Linked DNA regions of Mus musculus: region 1 is linked to region 2. A link is a contact called in public Micro-C data. All regions are on one chromosome and are shown on one strand. Each heading gives the region's core, a stretch centred on a gene start, on an enhancer-like site or on the middle of the called end of the contact. The rest is flanking DNA. Distances are from core to core; before and after follow the strand shown.

Region 1 (7,325 bases), core at 1,325-3,824, 390 kb before region 2:
GGGCAACAGTGACAAGTTTTCAGTAAGTGCACACACAGCACACTCCACACCTGAGCAAACGTCAGAGCCACTAACAACACGTGACTCCAGCCACCAAAAAGGTGAAGCTTAATTCATTTTAATTAAGTTAAATTCATACTCAGCCTCATTGGCCAAGAGCTACTGCATCAGACAGAGCCACCCTAAACCTCAGCAATGACATCACTTGGCTAGCATGGTAGTCTATGGCAGGTTGTGAGGGAATACTAACTTGGCTGTGATTTCTTTTAACTCAGTCTAAACCCTCACAATTTCTTCTAGACTAAAAACCTCTCTCAAATTATGTTTCTTAGAACCTGTTCTCAATTCTCCCTTCTCTACCTTTACAGAGAAATATAGTTTACATTTCAAAATTACAATACACATCAAGATTCAAATCTGCTTCTCACTACTGATCAATAACGCTGCTGCTGCTGCGTGTGTGTGTGAGTGTGAGTGTGTGTGTGTGTGTGTGAGTGTGTAAAATATGTCACATCGGTCTAGAACCTCAGTGCTAGAGATGCACATTTCTGCAAACAGACAACAGATGACTTTCTGAGAGACTGGGAGCCACAGCACATCTCCTCCTGTCAGTTCTCTTTTTTTACCTGGTGGAATTTCTCTGTCCTGCTTGGCTATTCTGCTGTCCACCGCCCTGCAGTGGGGAATCCCGACGGGAGAGGACAGGGGAACGAGAGGTCGTTCTCACGGGAACCTTTAGGTAGGAAACACAGCAGTTAAGACAGACAACAGAAGAACACCACAGCTCCCCCCCAGCCCCCCCTCCTCACAGTACACTTTATAACACAGCCTTCCTCAGTCCGGAATGCCTGCCACGAAGCTAGCTCTTCCCTTTCCCAAGCCTCCCCTGCTCCTGCACGATCCAGACAGCCTGGCCCATCTCTACAGTCCTGTCATGCTGAAGTCATGTTTGGACTGAAGCGGGTGGCAGAGAGCATACAGCAGCGCTTCCCTGAGATAGTATGTGAGAATCACAAAAGTAAGCTCAAAGAAATCCAACAACGGTCTACAAATAGATCAGCAGGAAGCAAAGACTGGCAAAGAAGCGAGAAAATATTCAGAGGAAGCAAATTCCAAGTGGAGGAAAAAATAAACTGAGATGTGCCTTTTAATCCTCATGTACTATTAAGTACAATACGCTCAACTTTAAAGTAAAAAATCATGGTCTTGTTAATTTTTCCTCATAAGATTTTTTCTTAAATTCTTGATGTCATGCACAATAATGGAGAGCTTCTGTACACATTTATAATTCTACTTATTTAGAAGCATGTTGCTTAAAATTTTTTCCATAAATACTTTTTATTAAACTACGTTTAAAACCAGTCAATGATAAAAAGCTAACTAACCATTGGCTAATTGTAACTGCTGAGGTGGGGAATGGCTTCCCTCCCTGAGAAGTCATTTGAAACTTCTGGCCCTTTAGCCCTGATGAAGTAAGTCACTGTTCCCATCATCACAGCAAACAGTAAGTTTAAATAAAGAGAAAACAGCGCGTCTGTCTGTCTGTCCTTACCCTTGGAGGCACCTCGTCACTGTCTGATCTAGACCAAGCCTTTTGGGTGGGCTCGGGCACCTCCGACTTAGAGTCAGAGCTCTGACTGAGCCCCTCACTGCGGGAAGGTGGACATGGGTCCTGAGAGCGGAGATGGTGGTGTGCGAATTTGGGAGAAGGGTCACTGAAGGAATGGGATCTCGAGACAGGGGAGACATTGTTCTTGAGAGATGCCAGGTGGGACCACTGTACCTTACAAGAAAACAAAACACAAAACATTCAATGCGTTCTGCATACAACTAGCTTTTCTGGTCAACACTAAATCCCAAACAGGAGGTGGGTGTGAGTCGGGGAGGCATAGTGTCAAGCATGGAGCAGCCAATAGGCTCCATGCTGGTGACAGGCAAGAGGAAGAGCAAAGGCACACGCATAAGGGAAAGTGCCCAGACACAAACTGCAGACAGCAGTGAACAGGGGCATGCACAGACCCCCGAGGGGAGAGTGATACATGCATGTCCATGTCAGCACAGAGAGCTGGGGACCACATGACAGAGACACTGCTCATCAGCAAACCTCCCCACCACCTCAGAACCCTGGGTCTGAGAATCTTACTGACGGGACTTATTTGTGCGTGCACACACACTCTTCCTATTATGGGACTGTAGCAGAGAAACTTAAGAACAGCCAACTTTTCAAGAATACCAATATTTTTTTCTCCCAATCTTAAAATGTTTTAGACCTAGCTGAGTTTACACTCCTAGTTATGAAAAAAGTGGGATTAAAATTTCTTTACCAAAATATCCAGTACCAAGAAAGCCCAGGCTGACCAGCATCAAGATACTCTGGGCTGACAGTAGGAATATGCCTTTGAAATGAGAACTCAAGGACATGACAATTGGCCAAGTGAATTTCTGCAGTCACTTTAAAAAAACATCCTCTCAGAACTCTATAAACTATTTTAGTAAGAGGTACCTGTACCTCACTGCTGGAGAATAACCAACCACTAAGGCGGTTATGGGAGCTGTAACTCAGCACGCACTAATCAATGTGTCTTGTGCTGACTTGCCTGGCTTCTGCAGGTGAAACCGGCAGTTAAGACCCAGTGCATAGTCTCTGTGGCTCACAGGCAGATCCAAAGAATCCTAGCTTTGGTACAATTCCCATACTACTAAAACATCTAAGTGTTCACTGGGAGAGCAACCAAACGGATGTGTTACCAAATAACGCTAAGTGGGACTCAACGCTAGGAGCCACACGAGTTTCCCTCCTGCAGGTGAAAGCTTGGGGCAAGAACTCTGCAGCGGAGGAAGAGAGGCTGTCTGTCTCATCTCCTCAAACAGAAGCTTCTCGAGCCTGCTGCTCAGAGGCAAGTTTGCCCTTGTGTTGGGTTTAGCTCTCAGGACAACCATGCTTCTCACCAGGAAACAGGCACTAAGTGGAGCAGCAAGTGGCACCTGGCCCTTCCCACTGCCTCTGCTGGCATTCTCTGGTGTAGCTCTCTGAAGCTCTCAGCTGCTATATCTGCATAAACCCCACCCCCTGTACCTCAGATTTGCTCAGCTCAACCATCCCCCAGGAGGGTTGGTTACTGCAGAACACATTCAAATTCTCATGTGACTGCATCTGTCACAGAAGGGCCATTTCTTCTCAAAACCACCAACTCTTGTCCTAGGTGACATGCAAACACCAGGGCCGACCGAGTACAGAAAGCTCAGAGAAGTGTGTGAGGCAGAGCAGCATGGAGGAGTGCCTACACACCCTCAGGGGATGGGTGTGTCTGCCACCTACTGTCCTTTCTAGACAAGGCTGCTGCTTCTCTTCTGAGCACTCAGACAAGACAGACTCTGGGACAGACTGAAGGAAAAGTCATAAACTCTGTCCTAATCTCTTACAGGAAATCAATATTCAACCCACTAGGCATAACCTGTGTTCAATCTTGACAGGTTTGAGAATCTGGTTTTGTATTTTAAAACAACAAACAAACAAACAAACAAAACCAAAAACCTTTTCCCAGGAAATTTACACATTCAGCCAAATAAATAGGAGCCTGCACAGAAATGCAAGGCCACCTTTAGCGTCCAAAGGTCCTTCAGGGAGCTGGGACCACAGACACAAAGTACTTACTTCAAAATGTTCAGGTTAAAAGTTCTCTTCTAACCTGCTTATACAATAAAACCAACGTTCTAAAAATATAATTTAAAAAAGTATTTAAGAGGAAGGAGGGACTTCACATCTGAGTTAAGGAGGGGGAAATAAAAGTATTGACTGGAGATAGCCATAATGAGTTCAATAAAAATCTTAGACAACAAAACAAACAAACGACAAGCCTCCTCTCCCTACGCTGAATGCACGCCTCCTGTTCACACCAGCTGTTGAGACAACGGGCTACACGTGGCACAGGGAGCTACTGCTGCTACCTGTGGCTCCGCTGGTCTCTGCAGGGCAGGGTGCACAGACTCGGAGTTGCCATTGGAAAAAGACTCTGACCGGGAAGGCACGGGTGGCTCCAGTCCTCTGCCCGTTTGCTTAGCCTGGGCCTCAGGGGAGCTGTGGTTAGTCTTTCTAAATCTATCTTCCACCTGCGTCAGAGAATTAGAAGACACGGCTCCATGTTAGTAGGAAAGGAGAGATGAGGAACATGTAAGAGCAAGACAACTGAGAGAAAATGTGTTCTATTCAGCTCTGAGAAGAGAGGCAGCTAAGTGCACAGTGGCGGTGCTGAGCAGGGCTAAGATTTGATAGAGGACTTTTAAAAACTATGAAAATGAAAATTAAGCAAAGCAGCTTCTAGACTATCCTCAGCACCTAGAGCTTCATTACTCTCTAAAGAACAGAATCTGTCCTGGACTCTGCTCCCTGTGAGGGAAGATGTAGAAGGGAGCCATCTGCAGGCCAGAACCGCACAGTGCTCCTGGACGCACCCACGTCCTTCTGTCTAGCCCAGAGAGGACCACTTGCTGCATCCTTATGGGAGGCTCTGGTCATCCAAACACCACTGATCCAGTAAGGCTAAAAGTCCACTGCCTCCTCATGCTAGTCTTAAACAAGACTGACATTTCTCTCATTCGCATGGTAAAGACTAACACTGCCAGGTACTTGTGTGTGTGTGTGTAGTTTTCTTCTGATCTCTCTAGCATTTGTTAACCAAGAAATCCATGCAGAAAACAGAGGTGAGATCCTGCAGTACAGCTCTCGACAGTCATCAGGGGACGCCTAGCTCTCTCGGGACCAGTCTGTAAGCAATAGGGAAAGCAGGTACCTCCCGAGCTCTGTCAGCAGGGTCATAGTGAGGCTTGGGCTCTGGAGCATGAAAGCTCGGTTTGCTCCTGTCCTGCTGCTGCGGGGGCGGCGGCTGCTGCTGTGCGTGCGGCCTCCTGTGGTCGTGCTGTAGAGACAGGAGATATGCTTGTTCTTGTTGCAACTGCCTCTGGAGCCTCTCTGCCTGCCGGTGCTCCTCCATCTCCCGCCATCGGCACTCCTTGGAGAGGGAGAGGGTGACACTGAATCTGGGGACCGTGGCGAGCTCACCTCCTCTCTGGATCCCTTCTTGGCTTTGGTTTTTTTTTTTTTTTTAAATAGCACTTCCCCCATTGTTTAAGAGCAAGGCAAAATGGCTGGGATTTTAAATAGCATGTTACCTGTGTAAAATGTGACAGCATTTGCTAACTGTAACATCATTGCGGAGTAAAGGAATTCAATTAAACATCAGATACAGTGGTATATATACACACATACTCAGCAAAAATTCCCACAGCATGCACTGTGAACCTGATACCTCTGGCATTTTCACATTCACTGAATGCCAGGTTCTGTTTAAGAGTTGACAGGCATTTACCAAACAAGGAGCTAGCTTACTATTGGGAAATAAACTAAGGGCAGTTTTCACTGTGCTTGATAGCATGACCAGAGGACAGCTTCACTGGAACCTGGCTGCCACAGTGAGACCAAAAAAGTTTGACGGTCACTACATCTGGCCAACTTAGGGAAGGGACAACGGCCCTGTGGTATGGAACGGGACAGAGGCGGGGCGTTACCAGTAACATGGCCTGCTCCTGGAGCAGCTGCTGCTGCAGGATCTCCAGGTGCCGCTGCTCCTCCTCTAGCTGCCGCCTGATGTACTCCTGTCACACAGAAATGACCCAGCAGTCAGTACATCCAGGAGGGACGCGACTGAGTCCCCTGTGTGGGTAACCGGCACTCCAGAAGCTCGGCAGCAAGCTCGCCGAGGACTGGACTCCTTAGTGAAGACAACCTGCTGCTGAGGGTGTTTGCAAGGCTCCAAGCTGTAAGTAGTCTAGCTTACTGGCATGATGCACACAGCGGCGTTCAAGCACTGCTGCTATTACACTCTCATCACATCCAATACGGAACTTTAAGGAGGCTAGCTTCCTCTTAAGGACAACAGACACCACAGAAATGGCGAGGCATCATTTTAAATAAGCACAAACCAGCAATTTTTAAAAACTAACACCCAAATCTGTTTAAGATAAAAATAAAAAAAAAAAACAAAAAAACAAAATCCCAAACCAACCAAACAGGATTTGTGCTTTTGCTAATGACTCCAAAAGTTCCTGGAATAATGGCTACAGTCGGAAGATGTGGTCAGGAGTCATGGACTATGGGCACTTCTCTACAGGTAATCTGGCCAAGCCCACGCTGGTGAGCTTGTGTGTCTGTGTAGTGTGTACAGGCACGAGTGCAGGGGCAGGCTGATGACGTGACAGCGGGCGAGAACGACCACCGAGTCACAGTGGAGACGGTAACCTCGTACAGAGCACAGCAGAGGTTTCGGCTCCAGTGCTGGGGATGGGGTAGGTGAGAGGTGAGAACACACAACCCTGCAGTTACACAATTCCTATTAGTACACAGGCATCAGGAAACCCTAACCCAAGCCCATCAGAGACAAGCCGCAGCGCCTGCTGTATACTTTCAGCCCCACATTAAGCAGGAGGACCTACTTGTCCTAGCAGGGGAGCAATGGACTGGCATGTGGGAGAACTGTCCCATGGAGGTGGCTTCTGTTTCTATAGTGAGCGCCTCCTCCCAACCACCCCATTTCATGGCACATGCCCTTAAGTAAAAAGAGCCAAAGATATGCCTGACCAGATGTTTGAGTTAACCAATAGTTCTGGTCAGAATACCAGACAACAGAGAAACAGTGGCCTGCAAACACTCAGAACACCACATCTTATAAACCGCACCAAACACCCAAAGCCAAGTCCCTTTAGCTTACACCTGACATGCCAAGAGCACGCTAAGGCATCAATCAAGTGGCTTTGTGACAGACACGTGGCCTTAGCTGCCTGAGAAAAGAAATCTGTGTCTCAGAGCATTCCTTTTTCGAAAATAACAGAATTTAAATCAGAGCTTGAAAGATCAAGTTACTATAAACATGTTTTCTGACTTTAAAATGCAAGAATACTGGGGGAAATCAGATGCTATGCAAACCACAAAGATCTCGACATGCAACGAACAGAGAATACAGCATATACACGCTTTCGTGGGAATGTACCACGCACCACAGCAAGGGAAGATTATTTACAAAAATAAATAAATAAATGAATAAAAACATAAAAAGCAGAGTAAAACAACCAATTTTAAGAAATGCTAAAAGTGCAGGGTACTTGCTATTCACATCTTTTTCAAGGTTCTTTCACATTTTTATATTTATGAGTGTTTTGCCTGAGTGTATGTTTGTACACTATGTGTACGCATTGCTGGAAGAGGCCAGGAAAGGGCACTGGATCCCTGGAACTGAAGTTACAGATGGTTGTAGGAAGCCATGTGGGGGCTG
Region 2 (6,798 bases), core at 953-3,452:
GCTAAAAGGATGGTTAAGGGACTTATAGGAGACATCTGGCTGTCCCTGCGAGTGGCCTTGAACTCACTGGGCAGAAGATCACTTTGAATATCTGATCCTTCCACTTGTGAGCATCCTTCCTCCTCAACATGAGATTACAGGCATGATCAACCACATCCAGGTTTGTGTCCTGCCAGTGTCTGAACCCTTCAGGGCTCCATGCATGCAACATAAATATTCTACCAACCTAGCTACATCCCCTGGCCCAGGAATATTAATTTTTAAAGAAATAGGAATTTCTGGGGGCTATTGTTTTGGACTGAGCTTCTACACTGAGCCCCAAAAGACCAGGGTAAAATTTAAGATGGAGTCACAATTGCTAGAGTGTAAAACCATTATGCTGAAACCAGGGGACTAATGCAATCTTGTGAGGAATTGGACTTAAGGGATGTTCTGGTTTTAAAGAACAAGTCTCCCACAGGCTTGCTGCGTGGTCTGAACACTGGTCCCCAGCCATTGATGGAGTTTACAGAGGTAGGGAAATGTTTGGGGTGGGGCCTAGCTGCAAAAGTCCCAATTGATAGAGGTGGCCTACGAGGTCATTGCTGCCCCTCACTCCTGTCTGGCTCTCTGCTTTCCATCACAGCTGCACAAACGTAACCAAGCAGAGGAGAGATCAGAGAGAGAGACTAGTTTCAATGGATGGGATACGGTGACAGAAATAACCGGGCATGCAACAGCCATTTTTTTTTTTTTTTTTTTTTTTTTTTTTTTTTTTTGGTCATTGGTGTTAGTTACCCTGACTCTACAAGCCGGGAACACCATTTAGCTTCTTGCTTCTTGTTTGTGCTTCGCTCCTCCTCCTGCTCCTCCTGCTCCTCCTCCTCCTCCTCCTCTCAGCTCACTGGGACACCAACACTGGTCTGTAGTGTCTTCCCCCATACTAGAACTTAAAATTGGTTTGGAGACAGAATTGACTTCATTTCATTGCTTCACCAACTTTCAAGCACGAGGGGTTCGTTTCTACCTCAGTTTCTCCCCACTAGAACGAGATTATCCCCAAGCCTGCTTGGCTCACCGTAGGGGGGCTATAGTGCTGGCTGTGCCTCGACGTCCCTCGTTTTTTCACATCCCACAGAAGCCCTTTGTCTACTGTCGGATCCCCCTGGCAAGAACCGAGGTATCTGAGGATGAATGGTTTCACTTCTTGCTCTGATCGTCCTTACCTGCTCCATGTCTCACGGTGGTTTCTTCATCTCCTGGACATTTCTAGATAAGCGGTGGGACCTTTGGGAGTTTCTAACAAACTTACAGTTTCCAAACTTGGGAATTTTGTAGGAGGCAAAGATTTAGTGCGCCCCCTGGTGACTGAGCAGTGGAACTTTATTTACAGTCGCTTGTCCTTGAAGCAAACATTAAACCCCATCTTGACTCAACTTCTTTCCTTCCCCCATGCTTTGGGGAAGTCCAATAAGGATGGAGGTGGGTCTTACTCCTCCGCTCCTGGGGTTGCCCTCCTCTCTTACTTCTTCAATATCCTCAGCGCAGCTACTGAAGCCCCCGCCAGGGTCCAGGATCCAGATACAGGCTGTAGGAACAGCTACTTGTAAAAGATGAGGAGGGCAGAACAGAGAAGCCTTTCCCAAGTGTGCTTACTCAGGCCTTGTGTGAGCCGGAGGCTAGAGTTAGATCAGTTGGCTGATTGTTAGAATCGCTCCAGGCTAGAGAACATTGGAGACCAGACCCTACAGAAGCAGGTTTTCCTTTAATCAGAACAGCCAAGGGCAGAAGCCACTCCTGGGGAATGTGCTTAGGAGTGGGGGTGGGGGGTGGGGCGGGTTGGAGTTTTATAGGGCAGAAAAGGGAACTTCTGTAGTGGGAGATTACATCTGCTTCCTTCCCCTGCAGTCTTCAAGCTTGTAAATGCTCTTCTTATCAAGAGCTCACTGGGTCCTAACTTCCTGCAGAAGATGCTGCCTTTGTGTTAACCTACCTGTCCTGGAGTTGCTCAGCTCGCCCGCCCGAGGCTTTTGGGTTGTTTGGCCTTGAGCCGTATCAGCACCAGATGTTTTCAGACACCTAGAGAGGCTACGCAGCTTGCACCGGCTCCCGAAAGTACCGGCCCCAGACACATCTATTTCCAACAGTGTGGACTTTTCTCTGTAGCCATTGCCACGGGGGTCAGAGCATTTCTCTCGAGGGCCTAGCAGAGAGACCGCAGTGACTGCCACAAACAGGCAAGGCCAGTGCGCGCAAGGCCAGCGCACTGGCCACACTTCCCTTCAGTAAGGCAAAAGGGAGTTTTTCTCCATTTTTCTGAGAAACCAGGAGAAAAGGTTAATGCTCAAATTTCCCAAACCTGTTTCAGTTGTGATTCTTAACTTCCTTCTGCCTCTGCCAAGGGGCTCACACTCACACAAAGAAACCAGAGGTAACCTAATCTCATCCTCTTGGTCCATCCTCCTGTCGCAGCCTTCCAAGAGGAATAGCGTGAGCCCGCAAAGCCCCTTCTTGTTTCTATTTTCTTCATCATTTTACTGTCTATAAAGTAAGCCTTCAGTACTTGGTTCCAGGAAAACTTACTGCATCTGATAGAACTAAGAGCCATCGGATTCCAGAAACACAAATGAGGCAGTCAAGATCTTTAAACTAAAAGTAACATCATCTAGATCTTTTTATTTTAGAATTTATTTTGAAGTTGTGTGTGTGTGTGTGTCTAAATGTAGTGTTGTACATGTGAGTGCAGCACCCACAGAGGCCAGAATCGGGCACCAGATCCCCTGGAGCTGGAATTACAAGCAGTTGTGAACTGCCCCCAAAGGCTGCTAGGACCAGAATTCCATCTGCTGCAGAGTCCTGTGGGCCCTTAACCTCTGCACCGTCTCTCCAAGCCCTCTAGATTTAGATCTATCTTGTGCAAAAGTCATCTTTCCATAAATACTTGGAAAAGATCATGTATTTATCTTGAATGTTTCGTGGGGTTTGTTTGTCTTGGGACATATTAATCATTGTTACTGCTTGTCCTATAGTGTCCTATATTCTGCAAGTATATTCTGGTGGATATCGCTTATAAAGAATATCTCTGTCCAGATGCTTTTATTGAAAAAGTAATAATTACCTCAGAGTAAGAGTCTTATGAATCAGGCCAGGATATAAGCAACAGACAGCGCCAGCTGTGAGAGAAACTGAAAACTGTAAGCCCCTCAAGGTCACTGTGCAGCTGTCCAAGGTCAGACAAAAGCCCTATGGAGCCTTTTAGGCTTTCTGGAGTGGGTGGGAGAGAGACTTTCTCCTCACATCCTAACACATCAGAAACTTTTGAACCAGCTTGGCAAGAAAGGCTTCACCTATGCCTGGGGGGTTCTGAGTCTTTGATCGGAAGTTTTCCCACACAGGTGCAGCTCCATCGCAATACTAACAGCCACCCTGCTTCCCAGTCCCAGGCACAGCCCTGCATCTAACCTGTAGGTTAGACTCTCACAGGAGGCCTCTTTACCTTAAGGCAGTGGTTCTCAGCCTTCCTCAAGGGGCTCGAGACCCCTTTGGCAAACCTCTATTTCCAAAAATATTAATATTACAATTCATAAAGGTAGCAAAATTACTGTTAGGAAGTAGAAATGGAATAATGTTATGCTCGAGGAGTCACTACGACACAGGGGTCACGGCATTTGGAAAGTTGAGAGCCACTGCCTTTAGGGCATCGAACCTAACTTGGTTTAATTTTTACCCATAAGCCTCTTTTCCCCAAGGAACATCCTAACCTGTTTCTGGTAGCCTGCCCAGTAGTTCCACTGATCCATGCTCTCCTGATTTAAAGTGCCCTGTGGCATTTTACTAAGTCAACACAGTGACCCCCACAAGTCCAATATCATAGTCAGGGCAAATCCACCCTGCTCCCTAGTCCCCAGAGGAGTTAAGGAGCCACACAGCTGTGATGAGCACACCCACGGATCTTAAAGAGCAGAGTGAATGGCTGGGCAGTGGTGCCTTTAATCCCAGCAATGGGGAAGCAGAGCAGGTGGATCTCTCTGAGTTTAAGACAAGCCTGGGCTACATAGTGAGACCCTGTCTTAAGAGGAAAAGATGGAGGAGGAGGAAGAGGAGGAGGAGGAGGAGAGGAGGGGGAAGTCTAGAAGAGGTGTTTACCTAAATTCAAAACAGACAAATGGAACAAAGTCTTTATTTCCCAACAGGGAATGCAGTCAAGTGACCCAGAATCCAGACTGGGTGGTCTATTCCTCCTCAGGAGACCGTGACAACTAAATGCCACCATGTCACCGTGTCACCATGTCACCGATGGAGCTAACATTCCTGGCACTCTTGCATGCTCACGAGACATTCTTTAGTGAGGTAATATGTTGATTTAATTGCAACCATCTAAAGTTTGGGGATGCCCCACAATGACAAGTACCAACTTCTCTGCTTAGGTAATAGACTGGGTTTCATTGCTTTAGTTATCTGCTGCTCTGATACAGATTACTTATGCACACAGCCCAAATTAGTTACTTAAAACAACACACATAAGCCACGCATGGTAGTATATGCCTGTAGTCCTAGCTTTCAGGAGGCCGAGGCAGGAGGATGGCAAATTGAGGCAAGTATGAGCTGCGCAATGAAAGACTGTCTCAAATGACCAGAAACAAACAAAAATCCACCAGTATCTCACTTAATTTCAGAGGCTGGGAATGTATGTATATGTATATGTATATGTATATGTATATGTATATGTATATGTATATGTATATGTAATTAGCACTAGCTTTGGATAGCTCACGCCAGAATATCCAACGTCCTCTTCTGGCCACCTCAGGTACTGCACTCATATGCACCAACCCACACACATCAACATATAATTTTTTAAACACCGTACAACCAGATACAATATCATATGCCTGTAGTCCAGTTCCTTGGGAAACTGAGGCAGGGAAGTCACGTGAATCCATGAGTCTGAGATCAGTCTAGGCAGCATACTGTGACTTAAGTCTTTAAAATAAACAAATAGGGATTGTGAGCGTAGCTCAATGAAAGAGCATGGGAAGAATAAATATTGTATAAATATCCATCTACCCATGGGATGAATAAATATTGCTTCAATGTTCATCTTCCCATGGGTAGAATAAATATTGTTTAAGTGTCCATTACCCAAAGTAATCTACAGAGTCAATGAAGTCCCTATGAAAATATCAAGAGTCAAGCTATTTTAGAACAATGTGAAAATTATTGCAGAGACACCTATAATAGAAACTACTCATTGTTACCATGGCCAAAGGATACTGTCACCAAGGAAAACAGTATTTGTATCCATGTGTGACAGACATGTGGAAGACCTCCCTCAGAGGCAAAATAGGACCACCTGCACCCTCAAAAAAAAAAAAAAAAAAAAAGATAAGGTGAGGAGCTTGTGAAGGGAGGGTTTGTTCATGTGGCTACCGGAGAGTAGCCATCTGGAAGGCTACACCGGAAGTATAGCTTGAACAAAGAACACCACAGCGTCCTACAAGGACCTGTGCACACAAACAGGCCAGCCTTAGATTGACACCACGCCACTTTTGTTACTAATCCAAGGATTACTGATTCAAGACATCAGATGTAATTCTTCTTGGCTTTTGAAACCTCCCTTTTCCTCAACCCCTGGAACACACCATGGCTCACCACGGTGCAGGAGACACACACACACACACACCCCTCCAACATGCTGATATTCTCAGGCAGGTAGTGTCATCTCTCTGGTGGATTTATTTAATTAATGATGGTGTAAATTCTCTCAATTTTTCCAGTAATTGTGTAGCCATTGCTTTTTCATTGCTGCAACCACAGTAGCTATGGGAAACAACTTAAGAGAGAGAAAAACGTATTTTTTCTGTTCTGTTTTGGTTTTGTGTGTGTGTGTGTGTGTGTGTGTGTGTGTGTTTGTTTGTTTGGTCCATGGTGTCCTAACAGCTCCGAACACTGGGGGAGACGTGTGTAAAGGCTGTTCACATCTTGGTAGACGGGGTAAGCAGACAGTGAGGCAGGAAGCCCACCCTTAATGACCTACTTGTACTTGCTAGACAGCACTTGTTAGAGATTCCAGAGCCTTCTAAATTAGCACCATCAGCCGGAGACCAGGCATCAAAGCATACACCTGTGGGGGCGTCTCAGTGTCACTCCATAACACCTGGGGAGTCGTTCACCCCCAGATGGGTTCCTTCCCTGTCTTCTGGCTCTTCTTGTCAATCACCAGGCTAATGTGCAAATGCTGTGACTAAGCACTTACCCTTCTCGAACCAATAAATATAAAGTCTTTGAGCTGAGTTATCAAATTGAATGCTCCACGCTCAAAACAGCAAATTCAAACAAATTTTCGATCATTCTCCAGTATGTTTTATGATTGTTTTGAAAATGGATTGCAATAATGATTTATAATAGTCACATATATTTTACAATATAATTTGCAATAATAAATTATAACAATAATGTCAGGTTGGAGTTATCTTACACCATTCAAGATTGTTTGAGAAGTTGATTAATTCCATCTTACTTTTTGAATTATGAAGTATATCTTTATAATATACTAGACACCCATTCATTAAAAAGCCATCTTTTTAATTTTATTTGAACAAATAAACCATTTCTATCATCTATCATTTATCTATTTTTCTCTCTCTCCCTCCTTTCTCCTTTTCCCACTGTAAGAAATAAAATCTGGAGGTTTACGTTCAAAGATGCCTTGGTTCAATTTAGGTCCAGAAACTTCAGAAAACTCTCAAGCCTGCTGACCAATGCCTGACTGTGCCCCCTCCCCAGGGGAGGGGAGGGGGGAGGTGGGAGGGGGAGGGG

Evidence for each region. A called contact is a pair of places that touch in the nucleus more often than the background predicts.
Region 1: a contact with region 2 is called in a Micro-C map of embryonic stem cells, with 1.9 times the contacts expected there. The contact joins two enhancer-like sites. A contact is called at or near these places in 1 of 15 datasets of contacts at CTCF or cohesin (pro-B cells), 4 of 484 Hi-C or Micro-C datasets (the HL-1 cell line, brown adipocytes, cerebellum and 1 more), 2 of 115 datasets of contacts at active chromatin or transcription factors (acute myeloid leukemia and microglia) and 3 of 9 other capture datasets (adipose tissue, embryonic stem cells and liver).

The regions. Positions count from the first base shown.
Region 1 is chr1:39,998,215-40,005,539 of GRCm38.p6, reverse strand. Map4k4 (mitogen-activated protein kinase kinase kinase kinase 4) reads right to left here. Exons shown (of 32, transcript NM_001252200.1): 14 at 5,566-5,652; 15 at 4,791-4,916; 16 at 3,949-4,110; 17 at 1,553-1,783; 18 at 627-733. Among named protein-coding and RNA genes, the nearest start is that of Il1r2, 83 kb to the left of the region's middle. Within about 2 kb of position 2,574, at least 47 of the 459 cell types and tissues checked have an H3K27ac peak or open chromatin away from gene starts, as enhancers often do. A contact at or near this core is called in embryonic stem cells, where this site is marked.
Region 2 is chr1:39,609,650-39,616,447 of GRCm38.p6, reverse strand. No RefSeq gene overlaps it. Among named protein-coding and RNA genes, the nearest start is that of Gm51620, 21 kb to the right of the region's middle. Within about 2 kb of position 2,202, at least 89 of the 459 cell types and tissues checked have an H3K27ac peak or open chromatin away from gene starts, as enhancers often do. A contact at or near this core is called in embryonic stem cells, where this site is marked.